2 separate regions of the Mus musculus genome follow, and region 1 is linked to region 2. A link is a contact called in public Hi-C data. All regions are on one chromosome and are shown on one strand. Each heading gives the region's core, a stretch centred on a gene start, on an enhancer-like site or on the middle of the called end of the contact. The rest is flanking DNA. Distances are from core to core; before and after follow the strand shown. Region 1 has its middle 17 kb from the start of Flvcr2. Region 2 overlaps Gm32296 (a long non-coding RNA gene).

What was found. Hi-C and Micro-C count contacts between places; a contact is called where the count stands out from the background.
Region 1: a Hi-C map of bone marrow-derived macrophages shows a contact between it and region 2, with 27 read pairs. The contact joins two enhancer-like sites. A contact is called at or near these places in 4 of 484 Hi-C or Micro-C datasets (CD4 T cells, the HL-1 cell line, bone marrow-derived macrophages and 1 more), 1 of 115 datasets of contacts at active chromatin or transcription factors (microglia) and 1 of 9 other capture datasets (bone marrow-derived macrophages).

What each region holds. Positions count from the first base shown.
Region 1 is chr12:85,726,332-85,732,079 of GRCm38.p6, reverse strand. No RefSeq gene overlaps it. Among named protein-coding and RNA genes, the nearest start is that of Flvcr2, 17 kb to the left of the region's middle. Within about 2 kb of position 2,514, at least 10 of the 459 cell types and tissues checked have an H3K27ac peak or open chromatin away from gene starts, as enhancers often do. A contact at or near this core is called in bone marrow-derived macrophages, where this site is marked.
Region 2 is chr12:85,539,496-85,544,958 of GRCm38.p6, reverse strand. Gm32296 (a long non-coding RNA gene) reads right to left here. Exons shown (of 3, transcript XR_381783.4): 3 at 2,679-3,532. Among named protein-coding and RNA genes, the nearest start is that of Gm32296, 13 kb to the right of the region's middle. Within about 2 kb of position 3,593, at least 84 of the 459 cell types and tissues checked have an H3K27ac peak or open chromatin away from gene starts, as enhancers often do. A contact at or near this core is called in bone marrow-derived macrophages, where this site is marked.

The DNA.
Region 1 (5,748 bases), core at 1,265-3,764, 190 kb before region 2:
TTCTAAAGAGGATTAAGACCCTTTATCCTCCTTCTATTCACCACATAGTGCTGAGGTGTGGAAAGTCTTTTGGGGTACCACTTGGCAGGAGTCTGACATTGGCTAAGGGCAAAGAAGTGGGCTTCAGACAGGAATCTGACATTGTCCTAGGACAGGGAAGTAAGCTCAGGCAGGAATCTAACTTTAGGCTGTGATAGGAAAGTAGGATAAGGCAGGAATTTTAGTCTTAGGGTGGAACTAGGACTCAGGCAAGATTTTTGGGCTTGGAGGAGAAAGTGGGCTCAAATATTTCGGTCATTATGATAAGCCCTTTGTAACAACTATCAGGAGTAATCACAGGATTTAGCTTGCCCAAAATACTTGCATGTAATTAAAGTGGTATTAAAAAGTGGGTTGGAGCCGGGCGGTGGTGGCGCACGCCTTCAATCCCAGTACTTGGGAGGCAGAGACAGGCGGATTTCTGAGTTTGAGGCCAGCCTGGTCTACAAAGTGAGTTCCAGGACAGCCAAGACTATACAGAGAAACCCTGTCTCAACCACCCCCCCCAAAAAAAAGTGGGTTGGAAAATAAAAATTTGCCTTCAGTCTCAGAATTGACTGGGGTTACCCTACAATGTTGTGTGTCTTTTTTCTTTTTAATCCTCACTCCCATGCTGGAGAACCTGTTGACTGACTGAGCGGGCTTGGTCACTGAGGCCCGTGTCTGAAGGGGAAAAGAACACTGGCTTTCTTTCTTTTTTTTTTTTTTTTCTTTCAATTTTTTATTAGGTATTTTCTTCATTTACATTTCAAATGCTATCTTGAAAGTCCCCTATACCCTCTCCCTGCCCTGTTCCCCTACCTGCCCACTACCACTTCTTGGCCCTGGTGTTTCCCTGTACTAGGGCATATAAAGTTTGCAAGACCAAGGGGCCTCTCTTCCCAATGATGGCTGACTAGGCCATCTTCTGCTACATATGCAGCTAGAGACATGAGCTCTGGGGGGTACTGGTTAGTTCATATTGTTGTTCCATATAGGGCTGCAGATCCCTTCAGCTCCTTGGGTACTTTTTCTAGCTCCTCCATTGGGGGCCCTGTGTTCCATCCAATAGATGACTGTGAGCATCCACTTCTGTAGTTGCCAGGCACTGGCATAGCCTCACAAGAGACAGCTATATCAGGGTCCTTTCAGCAAAATCTTGCTGGCATATACAATAGTGTCTGCGTTTGGTGACTGATTATAGGATGGATCCCTGGGTGGGGCAGTCTCTGGATAGTCCATCCTTTCATCTCAGCTCCAAACTTTGTCTCTCTAACTCCTTCTTTGTTCCCTATTCTAAGGAGGAATGAAGTACCCACACGTTGGTCTTCCTTCTTCTTGATTTTCTTGTGTTTTGCAAATTATATCTTGGGTATTCTAAGTTTCTGGGCTAATATCCACTTATCAGTGAGTGCATATCAAGTGACTTCTTTTGTGATTGGGTTACCTCACTCAGGATGATATCCTCCAGATACATCCATTTGCCTAAGAATTTCATAAATTCATTGTTTTTAATAGCTGAGTAGTACTACATTGTATAAGTACCATACTTTCTTTATCCATTCCTCTGTTGAGGGACATCTGTGTTCTTTCCAGCTTCTGGCTATTATAAATAAGGCTGCTACGAACATAGTGGAGCATGTGTCCTTATTACCAGTTGGAACATCTTCTGGGTATATGCCCAGGAGAGGAATTGCTGGATCTTCTGGTAGTACCCAATTTTCTGAGAACTCCTCTTTCACGGTTCAGGTGTCACGGACCTGGACAAAGAGAGAAGATCCAGAAGGAGCTATGTGCAGGGAGTGAAAGCGGGGAAGTGCTTCTGTTCACCTGCCCATTGATCACACTCATGTCCGCATTTCAGTTGAGACTGAAATCACTAGGCAGCCACACATTTCAGATTGAGGTGACTCCTCACTGCCATAAAGGTCAAACACCCTGTGCTGACACAGCTCCCCCTCCCCCACCGACTTGAGTCATTGTGTCTGAATGACTGTGCTGACACAAACGGGCCTCAGCTGGTGAATCCAACGGACAGAAGAAGTGGGGCACGGGGCAGGGCAGCCTGGCAGAGCAGAGACACTGGGCACAGGGGTTTTCTCTGCTCTGTGACCAGAGAGCTAGCTGGTTGCTTGATGACTAGAGCCGAACACGACAGTACAGAAATTAGAGGACTTGCCATAGAGGAGGTATGGGATGAACTTTGACCCTCACATCAAATGTCTTCAAGGTGATATGTGGAGGCCAGGTGGAACCCCCAAACTGTTGAGAGCTTCCTGTCAATCATTTATGACTCCCTTTATAGTGAGCTTTGGGGGTGCCCAGAGAGGTGGAAGCTTACATCCAGAGATCACAACTGTGCACCCCACTCCTGGCAGAGCAAGGAAGGTATGACCATTGGCCGGAACTTCAATGGTCAGCTCAGCGTGAAACAGGGACCAAAAATTGGCACGTGCAGTTCTCCATCTTATCGCTAGGTGGCAGCACTACCTAGGTGCTGTCCCCGTGGTTCTGTGTACAATGTGGAGCTAGAGAACCTTCCTTAGCGTTTCAAGCCTGGCCCGAAGATCCCAGCTTTGGGGTCAGCGCAGGCCAGCCTGAGTCCTGTGTTCGCACTTAATTAACACGGGCAAACCAGGTAGCGTCTTTTGAGGCTGTTTCTGTATCTAAGATGAGGGTTACAACAGTTCCTGAAAACATCACGAAAAGAAAAATAGGGCCAAAAAGGATGCCACCGGCAGTCTCTGCCAACCCTCGGAGCACATTCACATCCCTCCCCCATTGCAGTTATTTTTATTATTTTGTCCTTCACACTCACCCCAATGCTCACTTCAAACAAGCATATGAAAGCATTTTGAGGTAGGGAGAGAGAGGGCAGGATTGCCATCACTCTGAAACTGTAAGTCCCTTCCCTCTACAGGCTGACTTGGTCATTATGTCTCATAACAGCAATAGAAAAGTCACTAATACAGAGGAGGGAAGAGGGACAGAGGGACAGAGGGACTAGGCCGGTGAAGAACAGCAGAGTCCCAGAATCTTCTGCAAGGGTGCACCTTCAACGACCTAAGGAGCTCCTCTTGACCCTTGTATTTGGTTTCGGATCAAGGACAAGAGACCCAAGTGTGGATCTTACATACCAAAGCAGACCTGGCCTCCAGATTCTCCCAGAATCCCTCAGTCTCTACCTGGCATACCCTGCCCCCAACCTTGAACTTTCTAGCCCAGGGTCTGGGCTTTGGCTGTCGTGTCCCCCCCCCCCCCCAATCTCTTCCCTGTAAAATCCAGACATTTTCATCTCTTTTTTTCCTACTCTCTCAAAATGTTGAAATGTCATTGCAAGTCACCTCAGGCCCTCTTTCTTATCTTCATTGAGTTTATTAATATTGAACTCCAGATTATAAAATGAGTAAAGTCTTTCTGACTTTGAGGGGTAAACTTGACGATAACCCTGCCTAAAAGAGCCACGGAACCCATGGGATATCTGGGTTGCAGTTTTTAAGACATTGGCATTCCCACTTGTGATCCGGCCAAGCTTTTTTTTTCTCACACTTGGCACTGCAGTATTTGGCGGTTCGGCACAGAGAACACCACACCATCTTTTCTTTCTTTTGCCAGGGCTTCAAAAAGGTTAAAAGTAGACAGCGGCAGCTGAGAATCATCTGTGATATGTTATTTGTCCGCTGCCAGGGAAATGAGCCAATTCAAGTCAGATTATATTATATTAAAGTGGGTTTATTGAGAAGCTGCTCTCGGGCAAATTCACTGGCTCCAAGGATTGAGGCCAGGGGAGTCGCCATGGTGAGGGATATGGGAGGATGCACAGGAACACACACACACACACACACACACACACACACACACACACACACACAGAGAGAGAGAGAGAGAGAGAGAGAGAGAGAGAGAGAGAGAGAGAGCAAAACGTTGGAAGGGAAGAGCCTGGGGAGGGGTAGGGGCAGTGTTGGAAAGTTCAAGGCAGGGTTTGCCAGGTAGGAACTGCGGGATGCTGGGAGAATCTGGAGACACAGTCTGCTTTGGTATGTAAAATGTGTACCTCTGTCCCATGTCTCTGGTCTGAAACCAAACGCCTTGAAGAGTAAAGCTTCCACTATATTCCAATAACGTCATCCTGGAGACCAAACCTTCAGTTGTAAAGCTCTGGGGTTTCAAATCCCCAGCCATTATTTAAAGGCAAGCAGCTGTATTTGGTGTAGGACGGACCAATGCGCCTGAAGCTAGAGGCTGAGCTCAGCTTGTTGTCATGGTTCCTGCTAGAAGCAGTAGTGGTTGTCCAGGTCGGCTAGCTGCTCTGGGGACTGGTGCATGGTTAGCAGAATGCCTGGCTTCTAGTAGGGCATAGGCATCCCAGAGCTCACTCAGGGAGCCCTGAGTGTCAGGACCCAGTGTCCCTCTATGGGAAACCCATATATAGCCACTATCTTTGGTTTGTTTTAAAGATTTGTTTATTTATTTAGTTCATGTATGTGGGTACACTGTACTGTCTTCAGACACACCAGAAGAGGGCGTCAGATCTCATTACAGATGGTTGGGAGCCACCATGTGGTTGCTGGGAATTGAACTCAGGACCTCTGGAAGAGCAGTCAGTGCTCTTAACTGCTGAGCCATGTCTCCAGCCCTGTCTTTTGGTTTATGACTTTGCTGGAACAATATGTTTAGCTCACAGATACAAGGGAAGGTACAGAAGGTAGCAGGAACCTGGACAGCTACACGAGTTCCCTGGTCAGGGCTCCTCCTGTGGTGGTGAACTGGCCTCACCCTTCCTTCTCTGAGAGCTTTCTCTTGAAGAGTCAAATTCCCAGGAGATGTTCTCATTGGCTCAGCCTGCATCACATGATTGCACCTTAATCAGATAAATCAAGCCCTCTTGATTATCCGTCCTTTGCCTAGAAGGAGGCAATTCTTTTTTAAAAGTTTATTAGCAAATTCATTATACATAATGGGGTTCATTAAGATAGCCTTATATGCATAATATAGTTTGATCATAATTACCCACCAGTACTATCTTTTGTCCCTCTCCTGTCACTGGTCACCTTCCTCTTTTTGAGGCAGTCCCTTTCTACTCTGTAGGTCTTTGGTGACTGCCTGAGGGCCTTCCCCAGTGGAGGGTCCTTGATGACGGGGCAGCCCGAAGAGGAGATAAGAGGAGGGGCGGGAGGAGTGAGTCAGGCGATGGTGTTCTGGGGAATCTGACAGCTCTGACTGACTAGCAGTCAGGTGCTTCTTTATATAGGTTTCACAGAACAAGGACAGACTAATGGTTATCTAAGAAATATAGATTATGGTTGATTTTTTTTGTTACATGTCCAAGGTTACAAGTTCAGTCACAATTAGAAAATACAAACAGAACCAGGTATTATTATTATTTTTAAAGATTTATTTATTATACATATAAGTACACTGTAGCTGACTTCAGACACACCAGAAGGGGGCATCAGATCTCATAACGGGTGCTTGTGAGCCACCATGTGGTTGCTGGGATTTGAACTCAGGACCTCCGGAAAAGTAGTCAGTGCTCTTCACCGCTGAGCCATCTCTCCAGCCCAGGTATTATTATTTTTATTATCAGCCCTATAACTTCAATTTAAAGAATCTAAAGAATGTCTCCTCCAAATCAAACACATTTATTATATGACAGCCTGCTTGGAGGTTGGCAGTGTTTGCAGTTTGAAAGCACTCCAGACAAACAGAAAATATCTGAATTGGTCTTTT
Region 2 (5,463 bases), core at 2,344-4,843:
TCAGCGGATTCTAGAATCTGTTAAAAATGCAACTATAAATAGCCCAGGGACTTCCAGAGTTCCTTGCAAATTCCCTGTACTTATGAATAGCCTGTTGTTCAAAGCCACCCAACTCTTCTTACCAGCGGGTTTGCAAAAGCAAGCCCCCCATCACTACCTTTGTGTTTATTTAACCATCTCATTCCCAGAATAACTTAAGATGATTTCTAAGAGATGTCCACAATATAATGAAAGCAAAAGTATAGATAAGTAAGGAAATACAGAGGGAAAAGAAAAAGCAAGGCAAAGAGTCTGAGGGAGAAATTTCTGTTCTGAGGTTGGGAGAGTCTTTACATGAGTTCAGGAGGAGGCTGTAGATTTGAACATGAGCTTCCTAGCAAGCCAAGCAAAAGAGTGGGGGTTAGAATGGTTGAGTGCATGGTTTATATCACGCAGAAAATAAAGGCTGTGTTGAGAAATACAGCAGCCCCCAGAGTGAAGACCTAAGAGAAGTTCTTGCATTTGTCCTTCCAAAAACAAAGCCAACAACAGAAAATGACATTCTCAGGGGGGCTGTGATGAGGAGCATCACTGATTCTCTTAGAACATCCCTCGATGGGAGCTGATGACTTCTGTTAGACTTCAAGCCTGAGACAAAGAGCTGAGGCGCCTCCTGGCCTCCAGATTCTCTCTGTAGCCCTCAGCCCCTACCTATTACAGGGTCCTCCTGGCTGGCATACCCTGCCCCCTACCCTAAACTGTCCTGCCCAGGGGGACCTAGGGTGCTCTTCCCTATATAATCACATCACTTTAGATATCTGCTCTTTTTGTGCCTCTGGGCCTCCTGGCTGTTGCACCTGGCTCCTCTGTTCTCCATCCCTTCTCCTCGCCCTTCCTCAAATAGCTCAGGGTCCCGACCACTCTGGGCTCTCCCAAACGTCCCTGCCTCTGGCTCTGCTCTCCCACATATCCATAATAAACTCTCTCCTCCACCATACCTAGGACCAGTCATGTTTCCTTTCCTTTTTATGTCTTTCTTTCTTTTTTTTTTTCCATTCAACTTCTTAACAGAGTAAGTTCATTGAACACATTTCCACGGGAGCACGGAGGACAGGGTTCAGATCAACAGCTGTGATTCGAGGATGCGCTTTAAGAACTGAAGAGACAGTAGGGCTGTGGTCTAAATGATCTCCTCGCCAGCCTCCCACTGCCCAAAGCATGTGTGAGTAAGCATTGTGGCTGAGTTTGGGACAGTTGTCCCCTAACCTGGGGTGCCAGGTGAAGGCCACTCCGTTTGCTTTAACTTTAGCAACGCCACAGAGAGGCTCGGTGTCCCCTGTGGGCAGTGCAGGGCAGTGACCATGCCTCCTCCCTACCCCATTTTCTTTTCTTTTAGGAAAAAGTCATCGTGTCAAATTCTCTCCTTTCCCCACCATCCTGGTTTGCTTTCTATTGCTGTGACAAATACTGCGAACAAAAGCAACTTGGAGTGGGAAGATTTTATTTTGGCTTACATGTCCCAATCCCAGCCATGATGGAGCAGAGGCAGGGACTATGCAGGGACACTGCTCACTGGCTTACTCTCCGTGGCTCACTTAACTTGCTCCCCTATACAACCCAGGGGTAACATCCATCACCCACAGTGGGCTGGGCCCTCCCACATCAATCATTAATCAAGAAAATGCCCCACAGACATGCCCACAGGCCAACCTGATGAAGACAGTTCCTTATTTGAGTTTGTGCCTTCTCAACTGACTCTAGTTTGTGTCAAGTTGACAAAAAAAACTAGCCCGCACATCCATTTATCATCAGGACCTTGTTGGCCTGTCACAGCGAGTTTCAGCTGTCAACTTGACACACCCCGAAAGAGGGGACCTCAGTTAAGAAACTGACACCATTGCACTGGCCTGTGGCTATGTCTGTGGGCCGTTCCAGAGCCTGGGACCATGAGCCTGGAAGCAGGCCAATGAGCAGCGTTCTTTCATGGTCTCTGCTCGGTTCCTGCTTCCTAGTTCCTATCTTCAGTTTCCTCCTGGGCTTCCTTCCTGATGGACTGAAACCTATCAGCCAAACAAACCCTTTCCTCCCAAGACAACATTTTAGAATGTGTTTTATCACAGCAGCAGAAAAGTCAACTGGGACCTGATCCTATCTTGGGCTAGCTCATTCTCATACCCAGTAGTGACTGTGTGTGCGTGTCTAACATATATGCATGTTGTATGTATGCATGTATGTGAGACAGTCTCTATGTAGCCCCTGTTGGTCCTGAGCTCACAGTCCCTTCTACCTCAGTCTGCTGAGTTCTGAACCTGTGGAAAGGAACCACTATAGCTAGCTGCACAACATAGCTTTCATGGGAAAATGCGCTCCTGGCTCCAATAACTACTGGACAATTAAACCTCTAGTATGGGAAGCCAGGAAATTTCTGTTCAGTATCTTACACACTTACGTACTCAAGATGACAAGGACTGGGAACATTGACCTCTGGGAATGAGCAATGCCTGGGCCTCTGAGACAAGGCTTCCAAATGCTTGTTCTGACAAAATGAATAGACTCTTCCAGAAATGATCTCTTCCTCATTCACCTGAGCTCTGGATGTAATAAAAGCAATCACAACAACAACAACCATTCCTCTGTGTGTTCGTTTGTACACACACTGAGATACATATATACAAGAAGGCTTCCCAGACATGAGAGTTGGATCAGACATTAAAATTGCTTCAGCCAAGTGTAGGAGCGTAAACCTGTAATATCCACAAGGCTGAGGCAGGAGAATCACCAGCTCAAAGCCAGCGTTTATTACACCCCTGGGTGTATCAGGGTCAGAATAATGTGCTGGAACTTTGTATTCAGAAGGTCATGAAGTCCTTCTGGAGAAGTGACACAGGTGCTAGGGAGGTATTCTTTTCTCTTCAGCTTCTGAGAACATTTCAACCTTTATTTAAATAATAATATTAATAACAATAATAAATGTTGTGTGAGGTGGTTCATGTCTATACCTTCAGAAGCCTGAGGCAGAAGGATGACAGGTTCAAGGCCAGCCTCACAATGTAGCAAGACACTGTCTCAAAAAAAAATGTTGTTTATACTTTTGATCATGAAAACACAGACATGAGTCTGTATTTAGTTATACTACATGCAGTTAAAGGATTTTGAGTGTTAAAATGGACAATGGGTCTGAACGCACAGTAATCTAAGGGATTGGACCGAGATCCTGACATTAAGTTACCCCACCCCTCAGGACCTCAGAACGCTCCCCTGTGGAGAAGAAAGGGCAAGCCAGATTCATAGGGAAGACCCCCTTCTGAGTCAATGTCCCAGATGATGTCCCTTCAACCAGTCCTGGAGTCACTCTAAGTTGTCATGGTGTCCACTGGTCCCAACTGAGAACCTCTGCCAGGTGTCTGAGGCAGGTAGCGACCCCCTGCCTCATGTAGACAGTGGTCCCTGTGCTCTTGCTTCCTCCTCCTGTTGCTGCATACACTTGGCCACCTCTTGTATGCATGAGCTTATGGGCTGCTTGTTGCTGAGCATAAACAGTGATGTCAGGACCCTGAAAGAATGAGGAAACAGCTGACGCTTTCCTAACAGAAAGCAGAGCACTTGGCAAGCATGCCCAAACCACACAGCCAGGCTGGGGAGTGGAGCGATGCTGACACCCTGTAGGAGGAGCCATGGGCATTACCCCAGACTGAGCACACCCAGTGCCCACCTGCTCTCCCTGCACTCCCGGAGCCCAGACCATAAGCCTGAGTGGGGTGAAGATGAGTTTGCCCTGCTGGGTCCACCCTCCTAGAACAGGTGGCCTCTGAGAATGTTTACCAGTTGTGTAGCCTTGGACACACACAGTCAGAGAAAGCCCCAGCACAGTGACATGCCCACGCCTACCCCCCCCCCCCCGGAATAAAATGGAAGGAGGGGTGGGAGTTGGGTGGAGTCGTCTGGGACAGGAGGAGGGCCTCCAGATGTCTGTGTCACATTTTTATGATTTTAACAAATTCTAGGTGGCTTTCTACCACATCTGTCTAGAGGCTAATCTAGAGTACATTAAGAACACAGGAAAGGATCTAGCCCAGGGCTGAACACTTATTCCAACTCCAGATTCTAAATCTCCGGAGGTCTGGGGCTTTGTTTGTCTGCCTTCTCTGTGGGGGTGTGCCTTCACAGTCACAGGTCTTCAATGTGTGTGCATCATGTGCTTGTTAATTGCCAAAAAGCAAGCAGATGTTGAGGGATAAGGAATTTATTTTAAGTGAAATATTAAAGGGGCTTGGGAAAAGGCACGGTGGTGGAGCTGCCTAGGGATAGCACCACCCACAGTGGGGCCCAGTCCTTCCACAGCAATCAGCAACAAAGAAAATGCCCCACGGGCATCCCCACAGGCCAGTCTTAGCAAGGGCAAAGGCCTGGGTTCCATCCCTAGTACCAAAAAACAAAACAAAACAAAACAGAAATATACATCACAAAAGCAAAGAGAAAGAAAGAAAGAAAGAAAGAAAGAAAGAAAGAAAGAAAGAAAGAAAGAAAGAAAGAAAGAAAGAAAGAAAGGAAGGAAGGAAGGAAGGAAGGAAGGAAGGAAGAAAGGAAGAAAGAAAGGAAGAAAGAGAACAAAATTAAAAAGACAGTTGGAAGGCTGACTGATGCAGACCAAGAAGGGAAAACCACAAAATTGTGAAGGATGTGGAGAACGGGGCCACCCTGCATGTCAGGTTAAAGCTGGATAGTGAGCATCCACTCCAGACACCTCAATCTCAGGAGCCGGTCTAAACCACTCTTTGCCCCCCCCCCCCAAAAGCTTAATACTTTCTAGACACCAAGCAGACAGGCTGTGATTCTTAGGATGTACTGTGCGTTTGTAGCTGGACGAGCCCCAAAGGCTCACGCCTAGGAAGGGAGCCTGCCTTTAGCCAGGAGCCTGACACTGAACTCTGGCTCTCCTTGAGACCTCTGGTCAGGCCAAACCCCACCCCATTCTCCATCCCTGAACCTGAGAGGAGAAGGGAGGTGAGCAAGGCAGGCGCCCCAGAACTGCAGTGCCTCTGAAGGTGGCTCCCTCCTCTTTGTCTCATTTGGTCTGAATTCTGGGGGCTGTGATTGTCCTGTACCCCCAAGGACTTTTACACTAAGCAAGGTGTGAAGTGCTGGGATCAGATGGTGCCGTTAACAGCAGCCTCGGGGGTGGAACCCCCCTGAACACCTGACCTTGTGAATTCCTGTTAACTTTTTGTCTATTCCCAGGGCTTCTAACACCTAGGACCTGCAGTGAGAAATTGGGACAGGGAACCTGTGTCCTCCACGCTCCACGTTCCTTATCTACTGAAACCGGTTCTAGGGCCTGCTGTGAGCAACCAGTAGGGGCTTCAGAGAGCTCGGAAGATAAAGCCTGAATAGAATGTAGCACAGTGCCAGGAAAACAGACAAGTGTGCATTCAACAATTATTAGCAAGGGCTATATGTTTAGTACTGTCCTAGGCACTGGAGATC